2 separate regions of the Hordeum vulgare genome follow, and region 1 is linked to region 2. A link is a contact called in public Hi-C data. All regions are on one chromosome and are shown on one strand. Each heading gives the region's core, a stretch centred on a gene start, on an enhancer-like site or on the middle of the called end of the contact. The rest is flanking DNA. Distances are from core to core; before and after follow the strand shown.

Region 1 (7,202 bases), core at 2,834-5,333, 400 kb before region 2:
GCCCTTTCACTTGAGCTTGATGTTGTTGTTCCTTCTTGGCTCAAGTTGAAAGCAAGACATGATGAAGTCTTCAAGCAGCTCTCCCATACACAATGTGGAAAGCCTAGTTTATGTATTCATCTTCATTTGTTCACCATGTGAACATCCACAAGAATCAAGCATGTAGTGCTCAGGAATGCTTATCTTGATCTTGTCCTTGTTAGCACATGAGCTTGTCCTTATCAACACATGATCATTAACGATAGTTTCAGTGATATATTCGTGTTGATCCACTTGAACTTGCACACCACAATGTTGATGACGATCACCACTTGACGTCTTCCTTCATGGGTTGTATGAGATCTTCCTTTTGACGCAAGCCCATGGAAGCACACCTAACCCCCACATAAGACTCTCACAAAGACCATGGGTTAGTACACAAACACGTAATGGACAATGCTTACCATACCATGGGATCACTTGATCCCTCACGGTACATCTTATACGCTTTGTGTGTTGATCATCTTGATTTACTCTTTGTCTGAGATCTTGATCAACCTAGTGTCTCTATGACCATTCTTTGAATAATACCTTGAATACCGTCTTGGTCATCATATAAACTCCTTGAACCCAATAGATGGACTTCAAGAAGTGCCTATGGACAGATCCTATAAATATAACTTAAGGCAACCATTAGCCCATAGGGATTGTCATTAATTACCAAAACCACATATGGAGATATATGCTCTAACACATGTTTCATCCCCACATTTTCCCTCAAATCCCCAAATTATAATGCATTTTTCTCAATACCCAATACACTATCCCTACCTAGTGTATTGGGGATAACTGGGGATTTGAAGGGATTGGGTGAAGGTTGGGGTTTCACCCAATCCCTTGGGGGATTATCTCCACCAATCCCCTCAAAAACACTAGTACCAAACAAGGCCTAAAGAAGAAAAAAAATAAAACAAAATAAAATAAAATTAAAATAATAAAGTTTTACAAGAAAGAAAGAATTACTGGCATTGGTATTAACCATAAAGAAGAACAAGAAAAACATTTGCACACAACTTTGCATTGAAATTATGTATTTTGTAATATATAATAGTGTAATTTATAATTTACATGCATATTGTATAATATACTAGCGTATATATTTACACACAATAAATATTAAAAGCAACATTTCCTAAGAAACAAAGATTTGGTGGCATTGTTATTACCCATTAAGAAGAAGAAAATAAAACACAAATTGTGAAAAAATATGCACAAAATTTTAACATGAATTGCGTTTTCTTTATAAAAATACAAGGACAATCATATATTGGAATTTTCCAAAAAGACAAATCTAAGAAATAATGAATTAGTGACACTACTATTACCCTTAAAGAAAAAACAAGATAAAGTAGAAAACTAAAGCAATATCAAAAAATGGTTTTTTGAAAGAATGAATTAGTAGTATTTTTATTAATCTTTTAAAAAATAAAATATAATAATTGCACACATCTTGCACTGAAATTGCATTGTCGTAATATGTAATGAATAAGCATATAATAATATCATTTTTTCACTCTAGTATAATTTGCACAGGTATTGTTGTAGCTGTGTGTAGATATTTACACTCATCCAACATCCTAAAAATACCATAAAGAAAAGAGCAACTAAAAGAAGAAGAAGAAAATACAAAAAACTAAGAAGAAAAAGACATGCAATGGGTAACATGCTTCAAGGCCCAAATAAGGGTAGGTTTGAAAATTCGCCCAAGAACTTATGAAACAGCACCAGGGAAAAACATTATTACTCTTAGAAAAGAATCAACAGTGAGCAAATCCACTTATCCGAATTTTAAGAACATGCAACTTATATATCGGTATAGGTAAGGAAAATGATTGCCCTCAGCCGGCTGATAAGTTTGGTGTGTCTGCGTCGTCTTTTGCCCGTCACGTGTCTTCAACACTAAGGCAAGTGCAGGCACCTGTTTCAACAACAACGATGTTGTTGCAAATTTTGACGGTATGCGACACAACTTTGTTTTGTAAAAATAATTCTACAACAAGTAGTTTGTTGCAAAGAAAAAAAATCTGCAACAAGAAGGTTGTTGCAAAAATTTTTATGAAGAATCTGCAATAAGATATTTGTTGGCAAAAAAAACTGTAACAAGACATGTGTTGCAAACAAATTTGCAAGAAGTTTTCTCAACAAGGCATGTGTTAGGATCAGCCGGCAAACGCATAGCAGGCCTCTATAGATAAAGTGTTTCTTTTTTTTTGCATAAAAGATTTATAACTAGGGGGCTGCTACGCGTTCATCGACGGATGTGTAGTAAACATCCGTCACCTGGACAACCGTCCGATCTACACGAGCGCCGTCCGATCCGCGTGCGGGGCTCTGGTCGGGCACCGAGTGATTCCTGAATCGACGATCGAGTTACAGAAACAATTGCTTTGTTGCAAAAAATAAATTTTGGACCCATTAATTCCTGAAACAACGGTCGAGTTTCAGAAACATTCGCTTTGTTGCAGAAAAAAAAAATTCGTCCGTCTTTTTGTAACATAAGTACTGTTGCGGAAGAAAATTTTACAACAAAGGTCATGTTGCAGAAAACTTTTACAACAAAAGTCAGGTTGCAATTTTTTTTGCACCCCTTCGTAGTGCGGCTTGCCACGTGCGGAGGGCCGGCCGACGTCGGGGCCGAGCGGATGGCGGCGTGGGGGGTGGGGGAGGGTGGGGGGAAGGGAAGGGCTGGCCGACATCGGGGGCGGAGGGTCTGGCGACGGGAGCGGCTGGCAGCGGCGTGCATTGGGCCGCCGGCGTTAGAGGCGAGCGACTGGTGGCGCGGTGGTGGGGGGTAGGGGAGGGCCGGCCGACGATGTGGCGGGGGGACTGCGGCTGGAGCGGCCGACGTCGGGAGCGGTGGGCCGGCCGAAGTCGGGGGCGAGCGGCCGCGCCGTCGCCCTCCCACATCCGGCAGCCGCCTCCTCCTTCGAGTGAGCACGAGCGTGCCCAACTTCAGGATCGTTTCCTAAAACAACGCTCCAGTTTCAGAAAACGGTCTCGCTAGATTTATGCTCCATTGACGCCGGGCATGATCTAATCCGTCAAGTAGAGCAAGATCAACGGACGAGGAGGCGGTGGATAGATCATGCAAACATGCACATTGAACCATCGCCCTAGAGCCGCAAGCATTGTCATTGAGCCCTCGCCGTGTTTTGAATTAGCGACTAACACCAACGCCGATGAACCCGGTACCTAATGTAGGAGACGCATCGGCCATGGCGAGGACTCTGTGCTCTGCCCCATGCACGCGATCCGGAATTAGATGCGGGGGACGTGCACGCGATGCGGGATTGAAGGAATAGAGCCTCGGATCTGACGGTATGGTTCTGTTTCAATCGTCCAGGGAAGATGCGACCGGTGGAAAGTTTGGGCCGGCTGACCGGAGCCTAACAGTTGGCTTATCCGAAAATAATTTTATTTATTCCAGGTGACTGACATATAATCGCTCCCATTAAAACGTGTAGTATATGAAACTATCAATGCTAATAAATCCTGAAAAGCAAAAGAAAAGTGATTGGGCAGTGATTTGTGCGTCTACTCGAAGGCCCATGCATTTTGAGTGCGGACCTCCTCCTCCTCCTCCTTTGTGTAGTCGTTTACGATGTTGAAGTGGTTGCGCATGTCCTCCACCGTCTTGCCGACGAGCTGGCCGGCCACCGTCTTGCACGTCAGGTCGAGGAGGCCCTGCACCTCGAGGTAGTTGGCGGCGATGAGGAGGTCGAAGAGCGTGTCCTGGTCGATGCCGCTCACCAAGTCGGCGTCGAAGCGGTCCAGCTCGGGGTCGCCCGACGAGAAGGTGCTGCTCACGTGCGCCTCGGCGCCGTCGGCGTAGTGCCGGTTGCAGTAGTCGACGACGCGGGCCAGGATGCGGCCCTTCACCTCGGGCAGCGGGATCACGTCGCCGGCGAGGCCGTCCTCCAGCATGTTCTTGATCAGCACCGACGCCGCCGCCATCGTGTCCGCCTCGACCACCATCTCCTCGCCGTCCGAGCTGCGGAGGGTCACCGCCGTCTCGCCGCTGCTGCTGCTAGTTGTTGTCGCCATCACGATCTACGATCTATGTACCTCTCGCTCCTGTCCAACTAGCAGCTAGGTCTTTCTTTCTTTCGATTGATCCAGCGATGGGAGACGCGGCGCTCCAATGATTCAATATATACTCCTAGATGAGAAGAGACGGCGGCGGCTCTTTTTCAGGGTTGATTCTTCATTAATCCGAATTTGTATCTTTTTCTGACAACCGGCCCGGCCCACGCACCGGCCCGATAACCCACCCTAAGCATAACCAATATCTCTGCCCGTCTGACAAAGTGGGCCGGACAAGATACGTACATCATCTTTTTATTGAGCTTCCCTTTTATGTCTCGCTTATTGTGAACCTAGACCTAGGGCAGCCTCCCCTCAAGCAGCGTCCATAATGGGGATCCCCCATGAAAGAAAAGCAAAGCAAAACCAAACCAAAACATGAAAAAGAAAACAAAGATGGACTAAGGAAACAGAACTAGTAAAAACCATGGAAGAAACAAATAAAACCGGTAAAAAAACAAAGAAAAATAGAAGGCTGAAGGAAACCGGTGAGGAAATAGGAAAAGGAAATCAAAAACAAATCACCCGAACAAATCTGTACATAAACCACCACGACCAATCTTCTCCGTCGAAAACAGCGAAAGGAAGAATGGACAAAAATCGGGCCGGCACACTACTGTAGCAATTGTTTTCATATGTAAATGAAATATGGGCAAGGTTTATGAAAACAATCAAAATATTTATTATAAAAATGTTGAACACCCTTCTTGCAATAGTATTATTAATTGTGCCCAAGTAATACAAATCAAGTTAGAGATGGTAGGTTGATCACATGTAAAAAATTATGTTGTATTATTAAAAGGGTCCGTGCGTTGCAACAGTCGAACGAAAAGAATATCACACGCTCTTAACTTATAAAAAATGTCTATAATCTCAGAATTTATAGCTACTGCCCAAACGAAGATGATCTTAACCTACAAAATCACAGTTTAAGATTTCAAAGGTCTTCTATTTCAACATGACTTGCTTGTATATTTAATAGTACAAAGATAACGGACAAGTGATCTTCAATCCTGATGTTGTTGAGGTGTTCATCCCAATCCGGATCCGGTATGAAAGAAAAATAGATAATTCATTATTGATTAAGATTGCACCCTAGATAGTACTTTTAAATGATTAACAGGTAAAATATCATCATATTTAGATTCTACATATTTTTCTAATCAAATTTCATTTTCTCTTCTTCAATTCTTTTCAAAAAAAAATTCAAATAATCATTTTATTTTTAAAATAAATTTAAGTTCTCGACAAGAGGGTCGGTTGTAATTTACGGTTCACGTACCTCCTAGATAAAAATATTTATATGAACTTGATGGGCATAATTGTGATAAACATGAAATGAAATAAATAGTTATAAAAGATAATATATCAAATCTAAATCATAAACCGGACGAGGGACGACGGGCACGTATATCAAAACCATGGCATTATATATATAAAAGAATCATATAAGTAAGAAAATTATACAAGTAACTATCTAAATCGTACAAATTAGATTTTTTTTACAAAGAAAATAAAAACAAGTGGCTCACCAAGGTGGTTTCGGCGACGGGACGACACGGGTGATCGATGGTGGTGAGGACGGAACGAGAAGGCACTAAGTAAACCACACCTACACATATGCAAACTGTTTAGAACACTTTAATAGATGGGGTGCCTTCAATCTTGACAAATATTGGCAAAATTGAAGGATGAACTCGAGCTTGGGGAAGGAAACAAAGAGGAGAGAAAGCTTGGTCTCGGGGAGAAAGAAGTAGAACTTTGTATAGGAAAGTCTTTAGTCCCGGTTTGTATCACCAACCGGGACTAAATGTCTATATTTAGTCCCGATTGATGATACCAACCGAGACTAAAGAGGCTCGCAGGGGCCCCAACCTGCCGCAGCCCCGTTAGTCCCGGTTGGTATCACCAACCAGACTAAAGGTCCCATTTCAACTGGGACTAAAGTTGGCCATGCCCCCGTCCGGTCCTAGCTGTTGGAACCGAGACCAATGCTCACATTAGTCCCGAACCCAAACCCAACCGGAACTAAAGGCCCGGACGGAAGGTCTGTTTTCCACTAGTGATGACGAGCCACCATCTACCGGTGTGGCATTGAGGTTGATGGGCGCGGGTGAGGGCGTGGAAGGCGCCACCACACTCACCTCCGGCGAGCATTCCCCGGAGTGTCAGGAGGCTTGCTGGTAGACGTGGAAGCCGGGAATCGGGTGAGTCGTCGACGCGCGGGGCGACTCTCGCGGCACCATCCAAGGAAACACAGACGAGTCGGTGCTGGCCGCAACCACGACGGTGTAGATGAGCCCGTGCTGGCCACGGTTTAACCCTAGGTACAATAGCGCCTCCCTCGTTGCTGTCATGATGCGGGTAACTGTGTCCTCCTGCTGCGCTGCGACAGCTATGGCCGCTGCTTCCTCCATTGCGTCCGCCGCGTGCCTCCGTCGTTTTCTCTTCGCCGACTCCGTGGCGGGCTCCTCGGGCGTCACCTTCTTGTTCTTCTTCTTCTTGGGCACGATGATGGTCTTGCGGGGGGGGGGGGGGCTTACCTTTGCCACAGGGGCGGTCGTGATGCTAGACGAGGAGAGGAAGGCGAGGCCGGCGATGACATCGAGGTCGTCGTCCATGGCGAGCGGCCGGGAACGCGCGTGTGCGGGAGGGTTTTTGGGAAAAAGTGAAGGGAAATGGTGAAGTCTTTGCCACCGACTGGCGGGTCAGGGGGAGCAGTTGGCACGCGACGCGCGCGTCCGTCTCGTTTCCACGCCGACGCAAATCAAACTCAGAAATGGACCGGAAATAAATCAACATGCGGACGAAAAATGAATGTGTCCGGTTGGGTCGACGTGTTGGGCCAACTTTTCAATCCACCGCGACCCAAACGGACGAAATAGGCCTGCGCGTTGAAATTGCTTTGAACACATGTGATTTGTACTGGGTTTAGAGAAAACAAAAACATCCTCATTTACCTGATCGCTAGCCGGTCCTTTCTTATGAGGCTGGACGTCACGTGCGGTTGACCGAGCCTCAGTCGATCCCTCTAACTTTGGGCATTTGAATACTCTCTTCTCTGAAATAATAGAGGCTCT
Region 2 (7,245 bases), core at 4,638-7,137:
AGCTTAAAACAAAAAATCCTTTCTAAAACAATTTGCATATATGAGTTCGTAACCATGATACGAATATATTATAATCAAGATACGCAAACATATTAGGTGTCAACCATAACAACACTTTTAATTGTGCAGTTTGATTTGTCATGAAGAATGGTTTCGTAATTAAAAAATATTTTTTACATGCATGTTCATACGAACATTAACCATACAGTTTACTCACTGGAGCTTGTCACAGTTAAAAAGGTATCTGAACGTAGTAGTAATTCCACTAATAAGATTGGCCTTTCAGATATTAAAACCAGGAAGCAATAGATGAATAGAGAAAACAACTTGAAGCGTCGCTCTGGCACAATATGTGCATATTTTTATCCTCCTGGTGCTGCATTTTATATGGGCAGCACGGTGAATCCAGGATCGACCGGCGCAGGAGGGGACGCCGGATCTTGGGCAGATTTGGGCCCCGGGCATGCAAAACATATTGGGCCTATATTTATTAAAAAAAAGTCGCCCTGGGGCGCAGCCCAATCCAAGCCCAGGAAGGGCTTGTGTGACTGCCTCTCGGCCTTCCCATCCGACGAATAAAGACGAGCGAACCATCATCCCCGACCCCGAGACCCCGACCCTGCGCCCTTCGCCCCCGAACCCTCCTCACCCATCATCGCCCCGACCCTGCGCCACCCGCCACCCGCTGCCGGTCGCCGGCATCGCCCCCGCCACCCCCGGCCCCCGGCTCCCTCCCTTCCAGTTCCACCTCCATCGCCCCCACCGCTCGCTGCCTGTCCGCCTTCCGCGGTCGGCCTGTGGGCTGCTGCCTATCCGCCCCGCTAGGGGTCCGGCGAGGGCGCGAGGCGGCGAGCGGGCGACCCCGACTGGCGACTAGGGAGGAGCGAGGCTCCAGCCGCGTCGGAGCCGGCGAGGTAGCGAGTTGACTGAGTTCGGACTGTTTATTTTAGCACTTTTGTAGATGCCACATTGTTTGATATGCCATTGTTCTTTAAATGTTTGCAGGAAAGCAAGATGAATATATAAAAGGAACAAGACATTGAATTCTTTTTTCATATTCAAACCATCAAAACCGCGGAAACAGGTGCTTCAACTCAAACAACTGATAATCACCCTAATGTTAGAGCTGAACTCAAACCCGATGATGTTGAATCGGACTCCTTTAAGAGAATACCCATTGAGGATTTGGATGTAGACATTAGAGGTCTTACTAGAGGGGAGTACATTAGAATGGGTCCTTGCCAACCAACTAATCATACATATGAAAAGATCAATGATAGAAGTTTTCATAACTATTGGTTCGGTAATCATCGTGGCTGATTGGAATATAGCATTGAAAAGAAATCAGCCTTCTGCTTTTATTATTTTCCGTTTAAGCAACCAAGAGTTGAAAACTATGGTATTGAAGCAGTCACGAAACATGGATTCAGGATTTGGAAGGATGGGCCTAAAGTTTTTAATCAACATGTTGGCAAGCATGATAGTGCTCATAGTAAATCTAGGCAACATTATGAGGATTTCAAAAATCAAAGACAAAAATCTGCCACATGTGTTTGATAGGGGTTCTCAGAAGCAAGAAGAAGAATACAAAGCTCGTCTCTTACTATATTGAGTATTGTCAAATTTTGATTTTCCTTTTGTATACAGAATCTTTCATAATAAATCTTTTGTATCATCTATCTATGCTACATATTGTCCTTTGATGTGTCTTGCTTTATTGTTGACCCATCATGGAACAAATTTTGACATTGAATATTATGTTTGGTATCTTATTAGTTATGCAACATAGATTGACTTTAGTATGCCTTGAAACTAGAAAAAAAATTCTAGATAGTTTTTAGCCCTTTGTTTCTCGCTCAGGGCCTCATACAATCGTGGGTCCGCCACTGCGTCGGATCATCATTGTACACGATGGGCTAGCCGGTCCTCCTCGATCACCACCTTTGAGATATCACTCGGTCGTCCTTGCTCACCTCCACTGAGCTAGTAGGCAAGCCAACCTCTTTTGATCATGCACGGCGGCTGGCGAACTCTTGCTTCAGCTTTATCAAATTGCTCTTCCACATCGCTTTTGAGCTCGGGGTCATGGATGAGGTGGTGCACGGAGAAACAATGGAAGCAGACGTGGAGCCATGTAGTGTGGCCGCGTATAAACAGGGTGCGCCGGCTAGGCCATGCGGCTGGCTGTGTCAATGAAGACACAGGAGTCGTTTTCGTGGTCACCGTGCCTGTTTAATGCCACTAGGCGAACCAACGTGCAATTAGTTTGAGTGATGGTGAAGTCGTCATGTCCCTTCTAGCAACATCCTTTCGGTATTGAATAGGGATGGAGACCAGAAAGCGGCACGGGCGGCGCTCTCTATCAACGCGCCGCTAATGCCGGCTCTAATGACCGATCACATCCGCTCTGGATAGGCACGAATGCAACGCTTTAGACCGACATTAATGTGGCACGGAGAACAGAGGTGGGTGTAGGATAGGGTGCTGACATGGGAGGTGTTTATTGGAGGGACCGGGGTATCAGACGCAAACGGATTCGGATGCCTGCAAAGCTCACCCTAGTTTGCATCCGGTTTGTGGCATTTCAGACAATCGAACGAGCACGCGGAAAAATAAGATACCTTGTTGAATGACAAAGTGCGCCTGGATAGCTCGGTCTAGACGTTTGTAGGGGATTTAATTCGCCCTCCACAATTTTCCTTGTATAAGGCGATGAATAGTCTTGACGTACCACTTGCATCATCTTCTCAATGTTCATATTTCACGCGGTTCAATTCCAAACTAAGAAAATTCAACAATTCGCTCACTCCATTCATTAGGCCAACTCCAACACAAGACCCCAAACGGGCGTCTGTTTTTTCCGGATTTTATCCGTTTGAGTATGGCAATGTGGCAAGGCCCGGTTGTTTTCCTAATGCAACAGTTATTTTACCAACGTGCGGCCGCTGGTCCACCATAACCGGAGAAAGGCCATATAATTATGCTAATAACCAAATAAATTAAACATTGCAAATAATTTTACAAATAAAATAATTCTATGTTTGAATAAAAACAAAATCAAATAGTTTTACAACCCATCCGAAATGTCTTGAATAGATGAAACATAAATGAATCGACACATCTATTGATTGTCAATGTGAGTCCACATGCACTCAACGAGGTGATCCTGGAACTGCATTTGATTATGCCAATCATGCATCTCACAATAAAATTGAGTAACGCTACGGCTTCGGTTTAACCCTCCTAAACACATCAACGAATGCCATCAAACAATACCCCTTACTTTTCCGCGGTATGATAGTTTTTTTTAAATACGTCGCCCACACCGCATGTGTACGCCCGTGATGGGCCGGTACATTGGCGGATGATATATGCCTGTATGACCAGTTACTACAAGGAGCAAGCTCATAAACACAAGGACTAATAAGTGCTTGAGATTATTTAGGCAGCACAACCTATTAAAAAGGCTATTAGCAGCGTCAGATCCCGAGAACAAAACTGAAACATTCTTTCTGAAATAATGAATATTTTTTTTACGTGAATATTTTTTTAAATTGTGAAAAAAACAAAATCGGACATTTTTTTGAAAATCTCAAACTTAATTTTGAAGTTTTCACATTTTTTGAACGAGTACGTTTTATGAAACACTTTTCAAGAATAGGAATAATGTACCAAACACTATATGCGGTATTTTTATCCTCTTGGTGCGGTATTTCATATGAGAAGCATGGTGAATCCAGGATGGACTAGCACGGGAGGGGGACCTCGGATCATCATTGTACATGATGAGCTAGCCGGTCCTCCTCGCTCACCACCTCTCAGATATCATCCGACAATCTTTGCTCACCTTCAGTGAGCTAGCCGGCAAGGCGGCCTTTTTTCATCGTGCATGACAAATGGCCAACTCATTCTTTTGCTTCATCGAAATGCTCTTCCACATCGCTCTAGAGCTCGGGGTCATGGACGAGGTAAAACAACGAAAGCATACATGGAGCGGTGCAATGCGGCCACGTATAAACAGGGAGCGCCGGCCAGGCCATACGGTTGGGCTGTGTCAATGTAGGTGTCGGTGTTCGTTTCGTGGTCGTCGTGCTTGTTTAATGCCGGTAGGTGGGCCAACGTACAGCCAGCTTGAGTGATGCTGAAGTCATCCCATCCCTCCTAGCTACATCCCTCTGGAATTGAATAGGGGTGGAGACCGGAAAGGGGCATGTGCGGCATTCTCTACCAGCACGCCGCTAATGCCGACTCTAGTGACCAGTCGTGTCCACTCTAGACAGGCACATATATGGCGTTCTAGACTGACATGAATGTGGTACAGAAAACGAAGGTGTGTGTAGGACAGGGCGCTGTCATGGGAGGTGTTTTTGGGAGGGACCGGGGTACCGTGCGTGGCAATGTTTCGGACGACCTCAAAGCTCACCGTAGTTTGCATTAGGTTTGCAAAATTTCGGACAATCGGACGAGCCCCAGACAAATAAGGCACCACGTTGGATGACAACTACGTCCGAATAGCTCGGTCTGTGGCGTTTTAATTAATAGTCGCCCTCCATACGTTTCCATGTATATGTCGATGAATAGTCTTGACGTACCATTGTCATCATCTTCTCAATGTCCATATTTGGCGATGTTTGGTTCCAAACTAAGAAAAGTCAACAATTCACTTCATCCATACACATATATAGGATAAACATGCAGTTTTCCAAATGCAAAATTAGGAAACATATAACAGAACTCGCATGTGGTTGTACTACACTATTGTAGCATACTGTTCATCAGGCATAAATTCCCTCTTATCACATACCTATTTCGTATTCTTCTGCCTATCATTGTCGAAAATGACAAATTAAGCGCTACGGGCACGTCTTTTTCTTTGTATAAAATGTCAAATGAATATCCATCGGTACAAATAAGGAGGAGTCCGTAATTGCATTTTTTAATATTATGTGAGAGTGTGACAGAGGAGAGAAGCGATGAATGCAAACAAGATTCTCTCTTCAACGAAAGATGTACACTTTCTTTTTCTTATATCATTTGGAATGGCTCATAACTTTTAAAAAAGAAAATCCTTTCTAAACATTTTACATATATGAATTCATAACCATGATATGAATATATTATAAACCATAACATCACTTTTAATTGTACAATTGGATTTGTCATGAAAAATGGTTTCATATTTAAAAAATAAATTTACATGCATGTTCATACGAACATTAACCATACTGTTTACTCACTGGAGCTTGTCACAGTTAAAAAATTATATGAACGTAGTAGTAATTCCACCAATAAGATTGGCCTTTCAGATATTAAAACCAGGAACCTATAGATGAATAGAGAAAAAAACTTGAAGCATTGCTCGCACACTATATGCGATATTATTAATTATCCTCTTGGTGCTGCATTTCATATGGGCAGTGAATCAAGGATGGACCGGCACGGGAGTAAACGCCGGATCAACGTTGTACACGATGAGCTAGCCGGTCCTCCTCGCTCTCCACCTCTATGATATCATCTGGTCGTTCTTGGTCACCTCCAGTGAGCTAGCCGGCAAGCCGGTCGTTTCATCGTGCACGACAGCCGGCCAACTCTTGCTTCAGCTTTAGAGCTCGGGGTCATGGACGCGGTAGTGCATAGAGAAACAATGTAAGCAGGCAGGCATGGAGCGGTGCAGTGTCGTCATGTATAAATATCACGGAGCGCGGGCTAGTCCTTAAGGCGAGCTGCGTTATTAACGTCGGAGTCGGTTTCTTAATCATCGCGTCTGTTTAATGCCGGTAGACGAACCACACATGCAACCAGTTTGAGCGATGGTGAAGTTGTCCTGTCCCTTCTAGCCACATCCCTTCGGTATTGCATAGGGGTGGAGACCGAAAAGTGGCACGGACGGCGCTCTCTTTCAGGGCATTGATAATGCCGGCTCTAGTGATCAATCGCGTCTGATTTGGATAGGCACGAATGTGACGCTCTGGATTGACATGGGAGCTGTATTCTGGAGGGACCGGGGTACCAGACGCGGACGTGATTGTGGTTCGGATGCCCACAAAGCTCACCCTAGTTTGCGTCTAGTTAATTTGTGGGATTTCGGACAACCGAACGAGCCTGCGAACAAATAGGACACCCTCCATAGTTTTCCTAAGACGATGAATAGTCTTGACGTACCATTGTCATCATCTTCTCAATGTTCATATTTGGCGAGGTTCCGTTGCAAACTAAGAAAAATCAACAATTTGATCACTTCATTCATTAGGCCAACTCCAACGTCCGACTCCAAACGAACGTCTGTTTTTCGGATTTTGTCCATTTGAGTATAGCAACGGGGCGAGGCCTTGCTGTTTTCTCGGAAGCGCCCAACGCGCTGCCCCATCTGGTCCGCCACAGCCGAAGAAAGGCCATAGGATTATGCAAATAAGCAAATAAATTAAACACTGCAAATAGTTTTGCAAATAAAATAGTTTCATGTCTGAATAAAAACATAATCAAATAGTTTTACAACCCAATCGAAATTGTCTTGAATAGATGAAACGTAAATGATCCGACACATATATTGGTTGTCAATGTAAGTCCACATGTGCTCAATCAAGTCATCCTGGAACTGCAGTTGAGTATGTCAATCACGCATTTTACGATGAAGTTGAGTAACACTGTTGTTTCGGTTTAACCTTCCTATAAAGAGTAGGATTGTCTTTTTAAGATATATGTCACCCCCACCGCATGTGTACACCATGATGGCCCGGCGCATTGGCGGATGATGTATGCCTGTATGACCAGTTCATTCAGTGAAATATAAAGCAAAAATAATATTACTAGGCAAGGATACAAACACGGGACCTCCTACTACAATGAGCAAGCTAATAAACACAAGGACTAATAAGCACTTGTGATTATTTAGGCAGCACAACCTATTAAAAAGCCTATTAGCAGCGCCCGATTCGTGAACAAAACTGAAACACTTTTTCTGAGATAGTGAATACTTTTTAAAACGTGAATGTTTTGCAGAAATTGTGAAAAAAACAAACCAAATATTTTTTGAAAATCTCCAACTTAATTTCGAATTTTTAGCAGTTTTTAAACGCGGACCTTTTTTGAAACACAAACAAAATTTACAGAATAGGACGTAATGTAGGAAAGATTTATATAAAACACCAAATATTTCTTGAACTTTGGACATTTATCAGTTATGTGAACATTTTTTGAAAAACATGAATAACTTTGAAAACTAGTGGGTACTGTAGTGAACTTTTT

Evidence for each region. A called contact is a pair of places that touch in the nucleus more often than the background predicts.
Region 1: a Hi-C map of leaf shows a contact between it and region 2, with 5 times the contacts expected there. The contact joins the promoter of LOC123440609 here to the enhancer-like site in region 2. A contact is called at or near these places in 2 of 6 Hi-C or Micro-C datasets (leaf and seedling).

The regions. Positions count from the first base shown.
Region 1 is chr3H:25,826,701-25,833,902 of MorexV3_pseudomolecules_assembly, reverse strand. It overlaps LOC123440609 (SKP1-like protein 4), which reads right to left and starts at 4,083. Exons shown (of 1, transcript XM_045117173.1): 1 at 3,574-4,083. The coding sequence starts at 4,083. The coding sequence ends at 3,574.
Region 2 is chr3H:25,426,948-25,434,192 of MorexV3_pseudomolecules_assembly, reverse strand. LOC123439374 (a long non-coding RNA gene) reads left to right here and starts at 800. Exons shown (of 2, transcript XR_006630076.1): 1 at 800-914; 2 at 1,006-1,709. Within about 2 kb of position 5,887, at least 1 of the 3 cell types and tissues checked has open chromatin away from gene starts, as enhancers often do. A contact at or near this core is called in leaf, where this site is marked.